Regions from separate parts of the Rattus norvegicus genome. Here region 2 is linked to region 1. A link is a contact called in public Hi-C data. All regions are on one chromosome and are shown on one strand. Each heading gives the region's core, a stretch centred on a gene start, on an enhancer-like site or on the middle of the called end of the contact. The rest is flanking DNA. Distances are from core to core; before and after follow the strand shown. Region 1 overlaps Tp53bp1 (tumor protein p53 binding protein 1). Region 2 holds the start of Map1a (microtubule-associated protein 1A).

Evidence for each region. A called contact is a pair of places that touch in the nucleus more often than the background predicts.
Region 2: a contact with region 1 is called in a Hi-C map of Schwann cells, with 2.4 times the contacts expected there. The contact joins the promoter of Map1a here to the enhancer-like site in region 1. A contact is called at or near these places in 4 of 12 Hi-C or Micro-C datasets (the A7r5 cell line, the Rat2 cell line, Schwann cells and 1 more).

What each region holds. Positions count from the first base shown.
Region 1 is chr3:128,649,234-128,655,533 of GRCr8, forward strand. It overlaps Tp53bp1 (tumor protein p53 binding protein 1), which reads right to left. Exons shown (of 27, transcript NM_001371259.1): 13 at 5,281-5,484; 14 at 1,868-1,925. Among named protein-coding and RNA genes, the nearest start is that of Tp53bp1, 44 kb to the right of the region's middle. Within about 2 kb of position 1,873, at least 19 of the 93 cell types and tissues checked have an H3K27ac peak or open chromatin away from gene starts, as enhancers often do. A contact at or near this core is called in the A7r5 cell line, where this site is marked.
Region 2 is chr3:128,720,362-128,726,558 of GRCr8, forward strand. It overlaps Map1a (microtubule-associated protein 1A), which reads left to right and starts at 2,334. Exons shown (of 6, transcript NM_030995.2): 1 at 2,334-2,413; 2 at 5,469-5,551; 3 at 5,787-5,927; 4 at 6,147-6,197. It also overlaps a transcript of Tp53bp1 not described here.

The sequences.
Region 1 (6,300 bases), core at 623-3,122:
CTAGGCACACGTGTGGTACATGCACAACGATGCAGGCAAAACACACTAAACACACAGAAACCTCCAGTGAGGTCACTGGAGAGACTATTAAATACTAAAAGGATATAAAGAGAAAAATCCAGAAATAAATAGGATGAACAATCTAGTCCCTTTAGAAGATTACTTAGAAGAAGAACAAAAAGGGGGAATTTTGATTTAAAAGGCAAACAAAACTAAATATATTAATTAGATTCAATTTGTAGATTTGGGATCTTGATAACACCAAATACCTGATAGCATTAAGAAATCACTATTGTCAAAAGTATGGCAACAACTGCTTAACTTAAAGTAAGAGTCTTTATCTTTTGCAGCTAGCATTGAAATAGTTACATAAAATGATAATAGAATCATCTTCAAATTAACCCACTGGTAGAAGGGGGGTACCCCAAGATTTTACAATCAAAGAAGACTGGCCACTTACAATATGGTTGTCCACATTACATTACTCTCTATTGTTGCCTACACTTTAGTCTTCCTACAGAAAAATGACTGAAAAAATAAGGTGGCATCAAGCACTCTGCACAGAGTCCAGGTGCCTTTCACCAACACTCAAATGCTTCACCTAAACGCAGAGGATGCAACCGTCCTTTACAATACAGATCTTACTTGAAATGTTAATTTTTTTAAGTTTGTTTTTATTTTTCTTTTCACGTTTTCAGGTATTTTGCCTTTAGGTCTCTGTACTGCATAAGTGCCTGCAACTCAGAGAGGCCAGAAGAAGGTAACTCTGGGACTGGAGCTGTGAGCTGCCATGTGGGTGCTAGGAATTGAACCCAGATCCTCTGAACAATATCCAGTGCTCTTAACCACTGAGCCAAGTCTCCATACTCTTTCAATAACTTCTTAACATGAACCCAATGGTCAAAAATTAATAGATTTCTTAAGCATAGATGTTTAAATTAAAAAAAATCGCTTCATGGCAATACCAATGACTTTCATCTTTTTGCTTAACCCACTATCCTTGCTTTTTCCTCATCTTCCCTCCCTATATTCTCCCCAAAAGTTCAGAAACCCACAGAGGCTCATTTATAGTCAGTAGGCACTTTATGTTTTTTTAAAAGCTTAAACTAAGATTTGGTAATAATGAGCTTGAATCCCTTTTTTAAGTGTCACTTATTTATTGTCGTAGGGACTGAACGACAGTCCTCAATCAGGCAAGCACAACAGCTAGGCTTGGGCCCAGCTAACAGCTCCCTAAAAACTGACAGCCTCTGGCAGAGGCAAAGAACTCTTAATGGAGCACAGGTGTGGCTGTCATCCTCAGCCCTCCAAACTCTCCCATCCAATCAGCTTTGCTTACAGTACCTGCCTGTGCTGGCCTTAGAGCCTTCACCTGGTGTCACCAACTGCTGGCTTGGGTTTCAACTTGGATGACTCGCACCAGAAACAAACAATCCTATTCTCATAGCCACCAGATGGCAAAGTTTCACCACCAAAACCTACATATCCCGGCACTTCACTGAATACTTTGCAGCGTTCATGACAAAGCAAAAACAGCTCAGCATAACTCAGTTGGCAAGAAATGTCCTGAGCTGCAGCCGAGTACAAAACACAGGACAGTGTGTCTAGAGCCATCTCCTGTGGTCCTTTGTTTCCTCACCTCTGTCATCGACAGGAAAAGAAAAGGGCACATACATGAATGGTGGGAAACCACTAGGTATCCTAACAGTACGAATAACAAAAGCCTGTTAGACACAAAGTTACCAAGGGAGCCTAAATTCCACACTGCTTAATTCTTTATGCTGGGCTTTGAGTGATTTCATGTGCTCCTTTCCTTCAGCAGCACCTCTGTAATAAACTCCTCTAAATAACAAGGCGCCCTGGTTACCTGGCAACAGGCTCAGCAATGGCAGTAGATCCATTTCTTCTCTCAGCAGTTGTAGGCTCTGGACAAAACAAAAGCAGTGAGAGAAAGGAAAGAGAAACAGCTGTCAGTCACGCCAAGTCTCACGCCTCTGCCTGCTCAGGAAGGGGAAGCAGACTTCAGTCAACCCTGAATCGAATGGCTCTGCCTGCTTGCCACACCAGCAACAAAATACAAACAAGGAAAGCTAAACGTCAACAGAAAAGACACGCTTTAGCAGCACAAGTTTTTCTCATCTCTACCATTCTATTTCCTTTCAGATTTCCTACAGAAACTGTATGTACTTCACCAGAACTGCAATCTCTAACACCTTTAAGTGAAAACTGAACCATCTGAATCATGGGTCACCTTCTCATACAAGAAATTTAAAATTCACATGAGAAAACCTAAAACCGGTGGGGTTGGGGCCTGGAGAGATGACTCAGCAGTTAAGAGCACTGACTGTTTTTTCCAGAGGTCCTGGGTTCAATTCCCACAGTTTCTAAAATGAACCACTTAATTTATACATTAACAACATATTTTCCTATATATTTTATTATTTATTTTGAGATAGAGTTTCATTTATATTATTAGCTCAGGCTGTCCTAGAATTATTGTATAGAATTCTAGGAATAGAATTATTGTATATTGTCCTAGAATTACTGTATGAGAGCTACAGTTACAAATGGTTGTGAGCTACCATGTGGTTGCTGGGATTTGAACTCAGGACCTCTGGAAGTGCAGTCAGTGCTCTTAACCGCTGAGCCATCTCTACAGTCCTTAAAAATGTTTTAAGGACGGATATTTGAAAGAACACTTCCCACAGAAAAGCCAGCAACAATAATATAAGTGCAAAGCTAAGAGAAATAGAGTATTTTCATAACGGTGTCACTAAGTGTCAAGAGATTAAATTGTATTCATTTGCAATTTCTTCCAATTTCAGAAAAAGCACAGCTCGTGTTTTCAGACATTCACAAAACACTCATGACTGGACTCAGTGCAAGCTCAACTGTCCATCAAGGAAGCAGCAGAGTTCAGTAGCTGGAGCCTTCCCAGTTCAGAAAAAGAAAGATGGCTGGACCTGAGCTTAGTCAGCCTATGAGTAAAATACTATGGCAAACTGTAGTAGGGGTTAACTACTGTTAGGGTGAAATGAAGTCAATGAATGTATGAATCCCAGAGATTGATAGCGCTTTCCTAGTAGAAAAAAAAAAAGAAAAAAAAAAAAAAAAAAAAGGAGGGGGAGTACTATATGTCAACGTGACTGCCTGTCCTTAATTTAGCTCCATCTCTCTCTCTCAGTTACAATTTCCATGTAAAGGTCAAGTCCAGTCAGTGCTAACATGTTCCCACCTGTTCTCTCACCTCTCCCCCCTCCTACCTCCATTTTCTCAGCTCAGAATGGCCTTGAAATTGAGGTCCTCCTGTCCCAGACTCTCAAATACCACCACCAGCATCTTGAGGGAACTCTAGCCAGCCCAAGCATGGCAAACATGGCTCTGACAGGCCTTGCCTTTCTCCCCTTTCTCCCCATCCCCACTTCCATGCAAAAAACCATTAGATTCCATTCCTAAAGCTACCCACCAAGCTCTATTCCCTTATTTAGCTGCTCCTCCTCTTGAGGCTGACCACCAAGGTCCAGCTATAAAAGTATTGAAGTCTAGAAACCAAAAGCCCCCTTTGGCTCACCTAATATACCCAGTTAAAATTAAACACCTTATCCTAACATGGGGTTTCCCCTTTTACCTTTATAGACTGCCATTTGGCTATGGGTCAGTCTCTTTCCTCTCTATCCCCATGGGGACAAACACTCCTTCCCCTTCTCTTTCCCCTTATCCTTTATCTCTTATTCCTGGTTTGTTCTCTCTCTGGGGAAAGTAAGTCTCTGTGCTGAGAGCTTGAGGTGTCTTAGGCCAACACCAGCCCCTTTCTCAGACTCTCTCTGGATAAGCTCTTATTTCACTCCAAATCAACAATAAGGGTGAAATCATGTAATATTTTAATTCCCATTAACATTCTAGGTTCAAATTAATAAGCCCTGTGTTCCGTCTGGTCCGGGGAATGACCTATTAACAGTCATGTCTTCAGTCTGAAATGAGTGAGTTTACTAAGTATATAGCAAGAAAAAGAAACAGTGAATAGCAGCACAGAGAAAAGCATCATCCAATCATGTGCTGAAAACATCCAGTAGAAATAAACTGAGATAGTCCCACTGAAGCAGCTAGCTAGGGTTACCACGGAGACCACCCAGACAGAGCACAGGACTCTCCATGACAAGCTTCTTCTCTTCCCCGCTGCAGACACTTTCACAGTACAGAGTAAGCAATGGTAACCTTGCCTTCCAGCTATCACCAAGGCTACAGTGTCTGTAACACCCTCCCTTAGCTGTCTGATGTTTTCTCCTTTTACATACTTAGGGTACCACCAGCCTGCCTGCCCCAGGACAGGGTTTTCTGGGGTTTGCTTGTTTCTTTGTTTTGAGACAGAGTCTTTCTCTGTGGCCTTGGCTGTCCTGAAACTCACTCTGTAGACCAGGCTGGCCTAGAACTCAAAGATCCACCTGCCTCTGTCTCCCAAGTAAGACAGGAACTTTTGGAAGACGATGACATGAACATACCTGGATCTGCTCTAGGGGAGGTGACTCCACTTCCAGAACCAGCTTCTCAGTGAGCTCCAACACTATATGACAGTTTACTAACACAAGGCTTAGACCAGAGAGAAGACTACAGACTGGCAGCCTTGAGCAAACAGCACGAAGATGAGATAAATGAACGAAGTAGTCTTCTCCATGCTGTGCTCTGTGGTCCATGCTAAGGCCTCATGTTTGCATAGGTACCACCCCATATTCCTCAAACTGACATTGTCTGCGCTATCCTACTGGACCTCAGTTCCTGCCATCTGACACTGTTATTTCCTTGTAACTTTTCTCCTCACAGGCTTACTCCTGCTTTCTGAGTTCCCCTTTCTGCTTTTTTGATGAGCTCTTTTATGAGAATTATTGTGGGGACGGTGGGGAGGGTTGGAGAGTTTCAGCAGTTAAGATCATCTATTCCTTCCCAAGACCCAGATTTGATTCTAGCTCCCACATGGTAACTCACAACCATCTGTAACACCAGTCCCAGGGCATCCAACATCCTCTTTTTCTTGTATTTTATTGTATATTGTATATTGAACAACTTGTATTCATTTGGAAAGTGTCAACATAAGTTTACAGTGTAAATCCACAATCTTACATTTTCTATCTAGACTCTTTTATTTAAATTATGTGAATGGGGGATGGGATATGTGCTCGTGCATGCAGGTGCCAGAGGTGTCGTGTCCGCAGGCACTTGTGAGCCCTCTGATGTGGATAACCTGGAATAACTAATTACCAAATAAAAACATAAATTAAAACTTACTTTCCAGGCTAAACTGTAAAGATTCTTCACTGGCCTCTGTCTCAGGACTAACAAGTTTCATTTTCAGAGATAGTTTTCCATCCATTTCTGGGGCAGACTCAGAATCCCCTTTTTCATTCCCAAGTAGAGGATCGTTGATCTCCACCATGCTTTCAGACATGACATCACTGGTTGCTATGGTGCTTTCTGGATAGTTGCTAATCCCTAGAAAAAAGGAGGCAGGGAGGAAGAAAGAAAGAACACTAAAACACAAACGTGAAAAACAGTAATCTGACATGATCAATTTGCCTGTTTGGCTCCACCACTCTGCAAGATTAATGAGGGTCCCTAGGATAGATCCTGTTGTAAGTATCGACAACTATCAACTAGTATTGACACCTGGTCTTAAGAGGATTCAGTTCCACTTCTGCATCTGGACAAAGGATGCTGCATGAGCCCTCAGCCAACCCACATCTGCCAGCATCAGGCATAGGAAACAGGAGACTCCAGGCGGCATGACTGTTACCTCCCAGCACTGACTAGAGAAAACAAATAGGTTAATGTAGACATCCACCCACTGCTCCAAGGACGGAGGACCTAAGTGTTCTTGGCCTCTGCAGCAGCAGCCTGATCCGGCAGCACACTGAGCACAGCACTTCTCCATACGCCTTGTCTCTTTCTATAAAACAGCTCCATATCCCAGCTTAGTTCCAGTTCAAATCGTTCTACCACTGTCCGGTGATAAGACAGACTTGATGTTCTTCCCTCCTTCCCTCCACCTTCTCTCTCCATCATCTGACCACCTCTCAACTCTTGGTAGTGAGGTCAGAACCTATTCCTCCAAACCAAACAACAGCCCTCTCAGTCAGGCCAACTCCTCAGATAGAAAAGTAACACTTGCACAAAGAATGGTATCTTAGAAGGTCTTTAAATACCTTTTATTTTAATGCCTTAAATATCTTTTTTTAATCACTCACCAATAGGAGTACTATGTCTCTTGGGCTCCAATTTTAGGTGCCCAATAAGAGGTGGGGTTGCGCC
Region 2 (6,197 bases), core at 1,084-3,583, 72 kb after region 1:
CACTACTGAGTTTCAATAAAACCGAGACATCTGCTGTTGAGCTCCTATAGGGAAGGGACGACTGATGTTCTAAGATTGAGAAGTATGGGCTAGCCTAGTGTTGTGATGCAGGCCCGTAATCCCAGCACTTGGGAAGTAGAGGCATAGGATCATCCTTGGCTACATAGCAAGTCCATGACCAGTCTGAGCTACCCAAGACCCTGGAGAGCTGGAAAGAGGTGAGAGGGTTGGAGAGGAGAAGGCTAAGGAATTCCTTTGAGTCCTTCTGTCTGACTCTTTGATACTTTCATGTGCTCAGAGGATCCTGAATTAGAGGTTTACATGGTTATCTGAAACGGGAAGGCAGAGAGAGATGAGAGCCTCATTTTGGTTTTGCCTGAGAACTTAGCATACCCCAGTACCAATGTGGACTGGGATTCTGACTTAGGGTAATTCTGAAACCTTCCACAACGAGAGAAATATCATGTTTATGTATTGCAGGGTTAGGATTCTAGGTAGAAAGAGGAACTTTTTCTTCAAATGAGGTCAGTCCTCACAGGGTGGCTGTGATATATGCACTCGCTAGTCCGGAAAGCAAGCTCTGGGATTGTTTAACTGATCATTTAGTGACATGGTTCAGAGAGTGGCATCGGGTGTGAAGTCAGGGGCTGCTCAGACCTCCCTCTCTTCTTTGGCACCATTTCACTGCATGAAAGGATTAAGGGTTAAGGGCTCGGTCGCTTAAAGATGGGGAGGGAAGGAAAACCAACCTGGAATCGAGTCCAAGGTGTGCTGTGGGAGTGTGTGACCGAGGGGGGGGGGAGCTCTGCTTTCGGTTAGAAGATGATATTTTGTTCTTAATACCAATGTCTACTAAGGTTGCACCCCTCACCCCCAACACTGAGAGAGATCCCTAAAAAAGCAGAGAGGGGGCTGGAGGCAGGGTAGGGTAAGAGTGATGACATTGCAGAAGGTAGGGTTCTACTCGGCGACGCTCAGGACTGAGCTGGTTGATATTGTGTGCGCCTATGCCGGATGGATGGCCTCTCCTATTCAAATGGGGATCTGGCATGTGTGGCATGTTTGCATCCTGGATCCCAGCAAGGTTCTTCTCCCTCTGCTCCCTCTGTCCTCCAGAGTACTGGTGACTCAGTTACTTCTCTCCTCTTGGCTGTGGCTAAAGCAGGGTGGGGGGTGCTGAGAGCAGAGACTATTTTGGCTTCTCTGACCTTCAAAAGCAGCCCTTGGCAGCCTGGAGCAGGGGTGGGGCTGGGGCTGTCGGATGAGTGGGCAGAAGGAGCTGACCACACCCAGGGAGGGTTACTGAGGAGAGGACAGGATGTAAGAGTATGAACCTCACAGGGCTCCAGCACTCCAGAGCTTTCCTTTGAGTCCTGGAGCGCTTAGCCGAGGTGGAGACAGAGGCTGAGACTGAGGGCCCAAGGTCAATGTAAGACTGTTCAAGATCAAGTAAGACAGGGCACAGCTACAGGGAGAGGAGAGGAGCAATTGGACCCAAACACCCTACAGAATCATTATAAGATCATTTCTAACCCAACGAGTACTTTATAGTAGACTGGTCTAGAGTGAGAAAGCTTTGCTTGAGCCTGGGTTCCTCCTTAACTTGCTCAACGAAAGGCAGAAACCTCCTTTACCCTTCCGAGGCTGCCTCATGACAGCCGGTACTCAGAAGCAACGTGTGTGGGTGCTCTTACAGCCAAGCTCCGTTAGCACAGAACGGCTTGAAACTCCCAGGGTCCCTGTGCCCCACCCTAGTGGGGGACTGCTCCCCAATTTCGCACTACCCTCCGATCTAAAATGTCCTCCCCAGTTCCCCATTGCTGCCGTTTGGTACAGGGTGCAGCTTTCCGCATAGCTCACCAGCCTCACACTGCTCCTAAGCTTACACTCATGGCCCCCCAGCCTCTTTGTCTCTTGCTCTTGCGGTGACTGAAGGTCACTCTTTGGGTCCATCTGAGGGGAGAGGCAGCAGATGGTTTCTAAGAGGAAGGGGGTGGGCCCATGCGACTCTCGCCTCCTATAGCCGGCTCGGTGCCCCAGTGTGTGGGGCTTTGGTCCTTTGGTTGATGCAGAGAGAGGATTTCTTTACTACACAGGATTTGGGGAGAAAGTCCTGGGAGCTGCAGGAGGTCACCCTGGCTCTTTGAACTGCTAGACAACCCCTTAGCGCCCTCCCCTTCCCGGTAGCCAAGCAGAGGCACCAGAACGTTGATACTGTAAAGGCCAAGAAACAGTTAAGTCTCCAGTGCCTCGTCACGGACCAGCCCCTCTTCCCCGCCCTGGCACCGCCCTCCCCGTCAAGCAGCCCCCCTCACTCCCACCCCAAGTGCCGCAGACTCTTCCCTGAAGCTGCCGGGCTAAGGCTAAGGCCAGAGCCAATGCCTCCATGAGGGGCTCCCTCCCACACCCCGGGGTAAGAGCCTGATCGAAGGGAACGGCACCGCAGAAGGACTGGGAGATGCTGTGACAGATAAGGAGCTGGGATGGGGTCATCTGGTACCTGGTAAATCTGGTGCATCTGGACCTGGGCTAGCCCAGTAGGGAGGCAGCCTGGGATGAAGGGAGAGAGGAGGTGAACATTACTGACTCAGGGTTCAGCCTGGATCCACAGCCAGTGGAACCAACCAGGGCTGTGACAGTCCACTTCTGTACTAGGTGGGGGTGGGGACCATCAGCTGAGGGGAAGCAAGAGAGGGTGGTGCCACTGGCTTTGCCTGGCAGCCAGGGCACAGGAGGAATTTGGGAGCTATGTCTTTAAGGAAAAACAGAAGAATCTGAGAGGAAGGGGTAATTCACCCACTGGGAATTACCTTTGGGTTATCGGCTACTAGATTGTTCAGCTGCTCCCTATTCTGAGGTGAGTGTGGCAGCGAGTTTTTGCCAAGTAAGGGAAGGGGGTGACACCCTGGAGGAGAAAGGAGGAATGGGTCACTAAGACGTGGCATGTGCCTCCTCATAGGCTGTTTTGTTTTCGGCTCCCCGCACCCCATTCCCTGTGGCCAGCTTGAGCCTGGGGCTTTAAGCCCCCTTTGTGGCCTCTCTGAGGCCACTCGGGAGCTCGGGAGCTCCGGAGCTCGGGCTCTTCAGCAGCTGCCCTGCATTCTCTGTCCTGTCAACCCCGTGGGTTCCCGGTCCCAGCCCCACCCTCACCTCATCTGTGCTTTTCTTCCCAAGATGGGGGCTCTTCAACAGAGAATCCAGTTTCTTCTCCCTCTCTGTATGCACCCCCGTCCCTACCCCCAACCCCCATGCAGAGGCAGCCAAGAAAATGACTTGTCATGCTGGGGTGGGGGGTGGGGGCGGAGCTGGAGGCTGAGCTCAGCGCGCACACTCACACACACTCACACACTGCGGCAAACTGCAGCTGCCTGAGCACACCCCCCCTCACTGCAGAGACACCTGCACTCCTGCCCACTCAGCCTCACACCCGAAGCCCACCCCCAACCACGGCACTGGCTATGGGAAGCACCCCAATCTCTTAGGATAGTCTTCTGCAAAGATAAAGGGGGAAAGAGGCAGTTCCCATCATCAGAGGAGCTCGGAGCAGAAAAGAGAAACTGGACTTTCTCCCAGGCTGAGGAGGGATTCCAGATATAATGGACTAGCTCTCCAGGAGTGGGTCTGGGGGTCTTGTGTTTGGACAGGAAGTGGAATCAAAGGTCTTGTGAGGGTGAACTGGGGACTGTGAAGCTGCTGGAGTAGAGGTGGTAGTGTGTCTGTTCTACCTAGATTGAAAGTGTGACCTTGTTTGGGATGGGGGAGTCCTGGCTCTCCTGAGTCTGAACTACTTAAGACTGGCAGAGGACGTTGATAGCCCTAGCTGCTTAAGCCCTGCTCCTGCCTCCGTCAAAGTATCCCTGCGTTCCCAAGTTCATAGAAGAGGGCCCAACGAGCCCTGCATAGGATCTGGGTCTCACACCCTCACCATCCCCATAGCTGTATTTGCAGCCCTCTGTGGCCTGGTCCTTGGCATCAAGGCCCTTCCTCAGAACAAAGGCCCTGGCCCCAGTCACCCTGGTCCCAGCCTCAGGGAGAAAAGGGAGTTAGAGTCACCAAAGAGGGCTGGGCCTCCCCTCCCCAGTGTCCTGCAGCTGCCTCTAAGGTTAACCCTACTGTGACTGCTGCTGTGCTGGGAGTGGAGGAGGATGGGAAGGCAGGAGCCTGGACGGTCAGTTCCATCCCTCTTAGGCATCTGTCTCACCCACCACGTTCTTTACTTTCACCGCTTGGTGTTTTGTGTGGATCCAGAGAAAACCCTGGAGATGATGACACCTATGGTGTCATCTTCTTCAGGTTCTGAGCAATACCTTGACTCTCCCTCCTTGTTTCCTGCGTGTTTTTTGTTTGTTAGGATTTTTTTTTTTTTTTTTTGGAATAGAAATTCTCTATGTGGCTCTGGCTGTCCTGGAACTTAGCTGGCCTTGAATTCACAGAAACCCCAGCCCGCCCACCCACCTTTGCCACCTGATTAAAGGTGTAAGCCACCATGCCCGGCCTGCTGTTGTTTTTATTTTTGTGGGGTGTGTGTGTGTGTGTGTGTGTGTGTGTGTGTGTATACATATGCACACAGGCATGCATGTATAGGTAGGTCAAAGGACAGCTTGCAGGAGTCAGTTCTCTTTGTACCTCCAGTCCTAGGATGCTTGGCAAAGAGCATCACTGGCCCTGTTTCTTGTTCTGAACCAACGCAGCCACTTGCTTTCTGTCCTCACAGGCTGAGGCTAGGAACAGTTCACAAGGGATGGCAATGTTCAGCAGTGAGCTAGGTGTCCCTAGAGCCTGGCACCTGAAGGAGATATAGGAGAGGGAGGAGGGAGTACAGTGTGCATGACTCTGACTGAAGGTTTGGCAGAGTCAGAAAACAAAATAGCAAGTTAGAGTCCTCTGTTCACTCCAAGAATCCAGTTGCCACATATCTCCATAACCTTCCAGGATAGGTATTCTCTCCTTGGACAGGGGGATTGGGGTAGAAAGGATGGGGCATCTGTAGAGACAGAAGCTCCTATCTCTTTACTACTACTGGGCAGGGGCAAAGGCAGAGAAAGCTCAGTAAAGACTATCATCCCAGGAGCCCTCCCTCCAGCTGAGTTCCCCCCTCACCCCCAACCCCCAGGCAGCACCAGGAACTTAGTGCTCCAGAGGGACAAAAAGCTTCTTGTCAACAGCCAGTCTGGGACTGAAGTTCTAAGGCAAAAGGGCGGGGACTGGGCAGGGGAGGGTGTGGCAGGCAGATGGAGGGAAGGGAGAAGTCTGCTACTGTGGGGGGGGGGCACCCTGAAAGGGATGGGCTGGAGGGAGGCAGTTCCTAGGCCTTCCTTAGTACTATCCTAAGGACATTAATCTGGACTTTGTTTCCCCTGTACTCCACTGTCTGATCATTTGTTTTTCCTCTCCTGCCTCTCACTGTACTTTTCATTTTAAGTCAATACCTACTGATTTCAGTACAAATGCCTACATCTCTTCCTCAGGCCAGAGGACCCTCTGCCACCAGAGTGAGATCCTCGAGACCATCATCCTAGTCAACCCCAGTGCAGACAGTATCAGCTCAGAGGTAAGGCCAGTGCTGATGCCTTGCTTGTTCTGAGTGCTATAACCTACCTAATTTGTGGCATCACTACATCGTGGGCGGGCGACTCTCTGAACTGACTTGTAATCCTCAGCCCCACTCTGGGGAATACGGGGTGAGGAACATGTCCTTCTATTACTGAAGGGGGCGGGGCAGGGTTTTTTGGTGCCTTTCCCTGGGTGCCCCATAGCTGTGCCCTCTCTGCCCTCCTCCATTTCAGGTTCACCATCTTCTCAGCAGCCCATCAGCTCACAAACTCCTGATCCTGAGTGGACAAACTTTAGAACCTGAGGGAGACCTTATCCTACAGAGTGGTACCTACTCATATCAAAACTTTGCCCAGGTCCTTCACAAACCTGAGGTGAGTTCCCTGCTGAGTGTCTTGGAAGAAGGGGACAAGGAGCAGGGTTTAAGTTGTGGGAGAAAGGCAAAGATGGGGAAGTCTTATGTAGACTGACTGCCAGGAGCCCGGACAGGAGATCGAGGCTTCAGAAACAGGTAAAGAGTAGGGGGCTGAGTCTGAGTCAGACTAAGAGAACCCCAATGACTTGACCAGCTTCTCTCTCTCCTATTCCTCTAGATTGCCCAGTTGCTTAGCAACAGAGACCCGGAGATCCAGGCCTTCCTCACT